Linked DNA regions of Mus musculus: region 1 is linked to region 2. A link is a contact called in public HiChIP or PLAC-seq data. All regions are on one chromosome and are shown on one strand. The core of a region is the stretch at or near the end of the contact, and the rest is flanking DNA. Distances in the headings are between cores, read along the strand shown. Region 1 has its middle 2.8 kb from the start of Gm41955. Region 2 has its middle 3.5 kb from the start of Lgr6.

Region 1 (2,901 bases), core at 338-2,837, 96 kb after region 2:
TTCTTGGGATGGCCTTCCTATGGTTTCCTTTCTTGCAGTTATCTCTGGTGTGTGTGTGTGTGTGTGTGTGTCTATGTGTGTCTGTCTGTCTCTGTGTGTGTCTGTTTGTCTGTCTGTTTCTGTGTATGTCTGCCTGTCTCTTCCTCTGTCTGTCTATCTGTCTGTCTCTGTGTGTATCTCCTTTGTGTGTGTGTCTTTGTGTGTGTATCACCCTCTCTCTCTCTGTACATGTGTGTGTCTATCTCTGTCTGTCTGTCTCTATCTGTCTCTGTGTGTGCCTGTCTGTATGTGCCTGTCTGTCTCTCTGTTGTGTGTGTGTATTACCCTCTCTCTCTGTGTACATATGTGTGTGACTATCTCTCATTCTCTTTCTCTGTGTGTCTGCCTGTCTCTGTGTGTGTGTCTGTCTGTGCCTGTCTGTCTGTGTGTGTGTGTGTGTGTGTGTGTCTCCATATGGGTATGTGCACGAGGATATAATTGCCCAAGAAGGCCAGAGGCTTTGAATCCCCTGGGACTAGAGTTACAGATGGTTGTGAGCAGCCTCATGTGGGTGCTAGAAACTGCACACAGGTCCTCTGGAAGAGCAACAAGTGTTCCTATCCTCCAAGCTATCTCTCTAGCCCCCTCCCTCCAATAAAAGACAATGGTGCTGGGGATTAAACCCAGGGTCTCCAGCATGGCAGACCACTGAGCCATAACCCCAGCCAAGTCACCTCTCAACAAATCCTGCCCACCCTGCCACCTACATTTACCCTCTGCCCACCTTCATGGTCTGTCTCTCTCACACACCTCCAGACAGCCCCAGTTCCCACCAAAGGGCCTCTGCACCCATCTCTCCTCCCTAGAAAGTCTGTCTGTCTTGCCTCATTCTTAGCCACCACATTTCTTCGGAAAGGTCATTCTGACTCCCAGACAGCAGTCCAGCGCTCTCTGCCTGATTACCCTGCTCTGCCTCTCCTTGGCATTTCCTCCTTTGCCTCCACCACCCACCACAGTTAGTGGTTCATTGTTTTTCTCCAGCCATCCAGATCATGAGCCCTGGGAGAACAGACGGGGCGCTTGCTGACTTACTTCCCCACTGACTTTCTGGTGCCCAGAACTGTGTCTGCCACAAAGTTGAGCACTCTACATATTTGGGAAGTGCATGTATACAGACAGAGTGAATGCCTTTGAGAAGAAGTGAGGTCAAGAAGGCTGCTGATAGGCTCCCATCAGCAACAACAGAGCTCATGCATAAGGACACCCACCAACATTGAGATAGTGCCTGACCATTGGAAACCGGTGGCCGTGAGCCCCCTCATCGTGCTGGGCTATCTGATCTGGGAGTTAAGTGCTGTGTTGAGAGAATTGTTGAAAGGCGCACGGGCAAGGCTGGTGACCTTAACCCATGTTTCCCACTGCCTTAATTGACTTTTTCTGAAGCTGTTATCACTCTGGACTTCAAACAGCTGCCTCTTATCAGCGGCTCAGCCCAGCCCAGGCAGTTATCAGGTTCTAGAATAACAGCTTCTCAGGCTAATGGGAGCCCAGTGCTAAATCCCCAGCCTGGCCTAGCAAAGGCCTGATTGTCTTTCTGCTCCGCCTCCCGGGCCCTCATCACAGGGAGGGGCCTGAGACCAGCAGAATCTCCATGCAACTGCCTTTGCTAAAACCAGGGCTAAAAAGTGCAGTCTGGGGGTTCCTGGGGTCCTGTTGCTTGCACCAACATGTTAAGGGACAGGTGCCGAGCCTTTTCTGGCCACCTGAGCCATTAGCCATCTTTTTGGGTTTTGAGGCGGGACCTTTATTCTCTAGAGCAGCTTCTTGGGATTCACAGTCCTCCTGCCTCAGCTTCCTGAGTGCTGGGATTACAATGTCTACTACCATGCTGGGTTTACAGGTATATGCCTGGCTCTGTTCTTGCATGGTGCCCCTGAGCGTGCTTCAGATGATAAGCCCCGCTCTGAGACCATCCCAGATGGCAGAGGCCCTCAGTGGGAGTGCAGACCTTGCTAGGAAGACAAATCCCTGTGTCCTGAGAAGACACCTCCCATCACTGGGGCCCTGCCCCCTACAGGACTTAGAAGCTGATGGCCAGGGAAACAGGGCAGAGAGTACAATAAGTCTTCTTTATCATTCCCAGCGGGACCCAGACTCTCACAGGTCCAACGTTCAGAGTGAGATGTGGTGGTACATACCTGTAATTCCAGCTCCTGAGAAGCTGAGGCAGGGGAGTTTGGAGTTTCAGGCTGGCCTGGACAACATGGAAAGTTTCTGTCTCAAAACACACACATAAAAAAAAAAAAAAATCTAGGAGACCATGGTTGCGTCTCTCCTCCCTCAGGCCATGCTGAAGCCCAGGCCCCTTTGAGGTGGGAAAGCCAAGTGTAGGGTAGGAGCCAGAGAGAGGTTGGCTTGGGTACACGATGCACCATAGGACTCCATACCACCTTATCTGCTTCTCCCATCGCACTAAGAATATGTGTATGTTTGGGAAAGCTTCCTATGGGTTATTTATTTATTTGTTTAGCTGATTATTTTTTAAACTTTATTTTTATTTTTTGATTTTTCAAGACAGGGTTTCTTTGTGTATCCCGACCTGTCTTGGAACCCTCTGTTCAGACCAGGCTGGCCTCGAATTCAGAGATCACCTGCTTCTGCCTCTACCGTTATGAAAGGTTTGTGCCACCACTACCTGGCTTTCGTTTTAATTTCAGGGTGTTTTGTTTGGGGTTTGGTTTGGTTTTGAGACACTTTCACTACGTCGTGTGGGCTGGTCTGGAATTCATTATGTAGGTTGGTCTTGAACTCAGAGAGATCTGCTTCTGACTCGTGAGTGCTGAGCTTAAAGGCGTGTGCTATCACCCCAGCTAATGTATTTATTGAGATAAATTCTTACTATGTTCCCAGACAGCCCTTGAA
Region 2 (3,201 bases), core at 396-2,895:
AGGCACACACACACACACACACACACACACACACATTTTGTGTAAGGGTAGCATGGGCACATGTGCCATGGCACATGACGTAAGTATGTAACCAGAGACCAATCGGTGGGAGTCCATTCTCTCCATCACCATATGTGTCCCAGAGATTGAGCCCAGGTTATCAGGTTTGGCACCAAGCACTGGTGCCCATTGAGCTTCTGACAGCCCAGCGCCCCCTTTTGTTACTTAGGGTTTTTTTGTTACTTTTGTTTCTTGAGTCAGGATCTCCTGTAGCCCAGGCTAGCCTCACCCTTGCTATGTAGCTAAGGATGATCTTGAGTTCGGATCTTCTTGTCTTTACATCCTGAGTGCTGGGATTCCAGTCATGGGCTACCATGCATAGTCTATGCGCTATTAGGGGATCAAACCCTGGACCGGGATATCATGCATACAAGGCAAGAATTCTACAAACTGACTACCTCCCAGGACCCATAAAGCTTTCCTTCCACTTCTTCACCGAAGCAGACCATCGGACCCTTGCATACGGCTAAGAACCAAGTTAGCCAATGAGAAACCTGGCTACTGCTGCCATGGGCGTGGCCTGTATAAAAGAAAGGAAGACAGTGCAGGAATGGGGGAAACTTGACAGGTTCAACCAGAGCCACCCCTGGTTCCTTACTTAAGGGTCACAGTGTGGCATTAGCACCTCTACTCTGGCAAGGAGCCTACAGTGACTGAGGATAGCCCCTGGAGATAGACAAGGGGGTCCAGTGGCAGATGAGAAAAATGGAGAAAGAACAATAAGTAAATAGGGCTCAGCATCGCAGGATGTTAGGAGTAGTTTGAATATACTTGGCCCAGGGAGTGGCACTATTTGGAGATATGGCCTTGTTGGAGGAAGTGTGTCACCGTGGGCATAGGCTTTAAGGACCCTCATCCTAGCTGCCTGGAAGCCAGTTCTCTGTTTATCTTTGAAACAAGATGTAGATTTCTCAGCTCCTCCAGTGCCATGCCTGCCTGAACACCGCCATGCGAACCACATTGATGATAATGGACGGAACCTCTGAACCTGTAAGCCAGCCCCAATTAAATCATGTCCTTTATAAGAGCTACCTTGGTCATGGTGTCTGTTCACAGCAATGGAAACCGTAACTAAGACAGGTAGAAAGTTTGATGTCTGAATACACTGGAAAAGCAGAAGGTTAGAGAACAGGGAATAGCTGGGAATAGTCAAGAGTATGCCAGCTTTAGCCAACAGGCTTAGCTAGACCAAGCTCCGGCTGTCACCCATGCCCTAGATTGAAGGATGCAGAAGCAGACACAACCATGAGTTTGACCATGTCTCTTTATTCCCAGACTCTGCCCTTTGACAGCGTGAGGCCGATAGATCTGTTCTCCTGGGGAAGCCAGGCCTGGGTGGATTTGCTGGAACGTGATGCCTAGCAGGGCACAGGTCACTTCCTAGCTCGGGGCAGCCTGTTCCTCAATGCGCTGTTCAGACAGTTGTAGAGGTAGATATACTGCTCCTGGTTAGACACAGGCAAGAAACCTTACCTACTTGCCCAAACCTGACAGAGAAGGCTCCCAGGGTTCTCCTAACCCCTACTCCTTCTGGACAGGGCACGGTGGTCCACAGAGCCACCTAGTGGTGACCTGGATGTGGTAACCTAATAGTCATCTGTGGCTGGGACAAGACCAGGCCTGTCTTTGATCCCTTTCACAGTAAGCCCCTCCCTCTTTGCCTCTCACCAGCGTTGGGGTCTTAAGGCCACAGGCCTGTGTCTGCTTCAGGGCCACACTGAAGACATCCACTGTGCGCTCGGTCCCTGCTTGCTGTAGCAGCTGTTCCATAGCCAAGAAGGTGCCCAGCTGGTATGTGACCTTGCTGTAAGTGACCTAGAGTTAGATGTGGGACCTCTGGAGATGGGGTAGTGTCCAGGCACATGGGGAAACCAAGATTAGTTCTAAGGACTAGGAAATAATGCTAGGCACTTGATTGGCCAGCCAGGCTAGAGAGAGCCCTACCAAATCCCTGCAAATGGAGCAGAAGAGACGGAGCCTTGGGAGACCCTTTGACCCATAACCCAAGTTAACACATGACGTTTGTCGATGGCACCTGGAGTGACTGAGCAGGGTCCCTGGCTTCTTGCTATTGCCCCGGGAGCAGCACTGGCCCACAGCATCAAGGAAGGTCAGTAGGGTGTTAGCTGGGAGCTCACTCCCAGTCTGGCAGTGTGGAAACTGCAGGCATTGAACCTGCCTTTCCGTCCCACTGTCCCCCTGGAGGAAGGGCAATACCAGCATTAGTGCTCCAGGAGGGTGGCAGAGGGAAGTCAGCATGGGATTCTCATATCACTGCCCTCTGCCCCAAGCCCTGAGATCTCAACACCTACATGTATAACTCTGATGAGGGTACTGGGCCAGCCAGCTGTGTTGCTCTCAGCCACTCTGTGCACTGTCACCATGTCTGTGACAATAGGCTGCATCTCCATTGGCCAGATGTCTTGTGGCTAGGACCAAAACAGTCAGCTTCCAAAATTTCCACCCATGCCCTAGCTGAACAGCAAACAACACCATATACTACTCCTCTCCCCGCCCCGTTCCTGGAGCAACACATACTGTCCCTCCACTCGCCTCACCTTCTCCTTGGTATCAGGCAGACCCAGGGAGACAAGCACATAGGCGCCATGTTCCCACACCATTTCCCAGAGTTCCTTTGGTCCGGCCGAGCCAGTCAGCACCACATGGTCGCGACCAGACGGCCCACCCTGCAGAGCACAGTTTGTTGGTTCCCAGGGATTAAGGAGTCTCCTGACCATAGTCCATCTGTGCTATAAGCCCCTAGGACCCAGCCCCAACCCCAGGCAGGGAAGCACAAATAATCAAGCAGGGCTGCAGGCTCAGCATCGTCTCACAGGGAAGAGTGAGGCTGCCAGCATGTTATCAGCTGGGCTCTCCTCCACCAGGGCCAACTGCTCCTGAGAATGATGACCTGAGAGAAGATGAAGAGGATGAAGTTGCCAGGGGTCTCACAGTCGGCATTTGCTCCACCCCAATCAACGTTGTATCCCGTGAGACTCACAGGAGGCGATGCTGTTCTGATTATAGTCAGGAGAGGGCAGCAGAGAGCCAGTCTCATCCTTGATGGCCTGCTTCAGGAGCTGGGAAAGAGATGGATGGACATGGTAAGGTTGGGCAGGGAGAACTGTTCCATGGTTACTC

Evidence for each region. HiChIP or PLAC-seq counts read pairs in DNA pulled down with a chosen protein or histone mark.
Region 1: an H3K27ac HiChIP or PLAC-seq map of embryonic stem cells shows a contact between it and region 2, with 6 read pairs. The contact joins two enhancer-like sites. A contact is called at or near these places in 2 of 115 datasets of contacts at active chromatin or transcription factors (embryonic stem cells and pancreatic cancer cells) and 1 of 9 other capture datasets (pancreatic islet).

Annotation. Positions count from the first base shown.
Region 1 is chr1:135,203,419-135,206,319 of GRCm38.p6, forward strand. No RefSeq gene overlaps it. Among named protein-coding and RNA genes, the nearest start is that of Gm41955, 2.8 kb to the left of the region's middle. Within about 2 kb of position 1,588, at least 11 of the 459 cell types and tissues checked have an H3K27ac peak or open chromatin away from gene starts, as enhancers often do. A contact at or near this core is called in embryonic stem cells, where this site is marked.
Region 2 is chr1:135,107,191-135,110,391 of GRCm38.p6, forward strand. It overlaps the pseudogene Ptprv. Among named protein-coding and RNA genes, the nearest start is that of Lgr6, 3.5 kb to the left of the region's middle. Within about 2 kb of position 1,646, at least 21 of the 459 cell types and tissues checked have an H3K27ac peak or open chromatin away from gene starts, as enhancers often do. A contact at or near this core is called in embryonic stem cells, where this site is marked.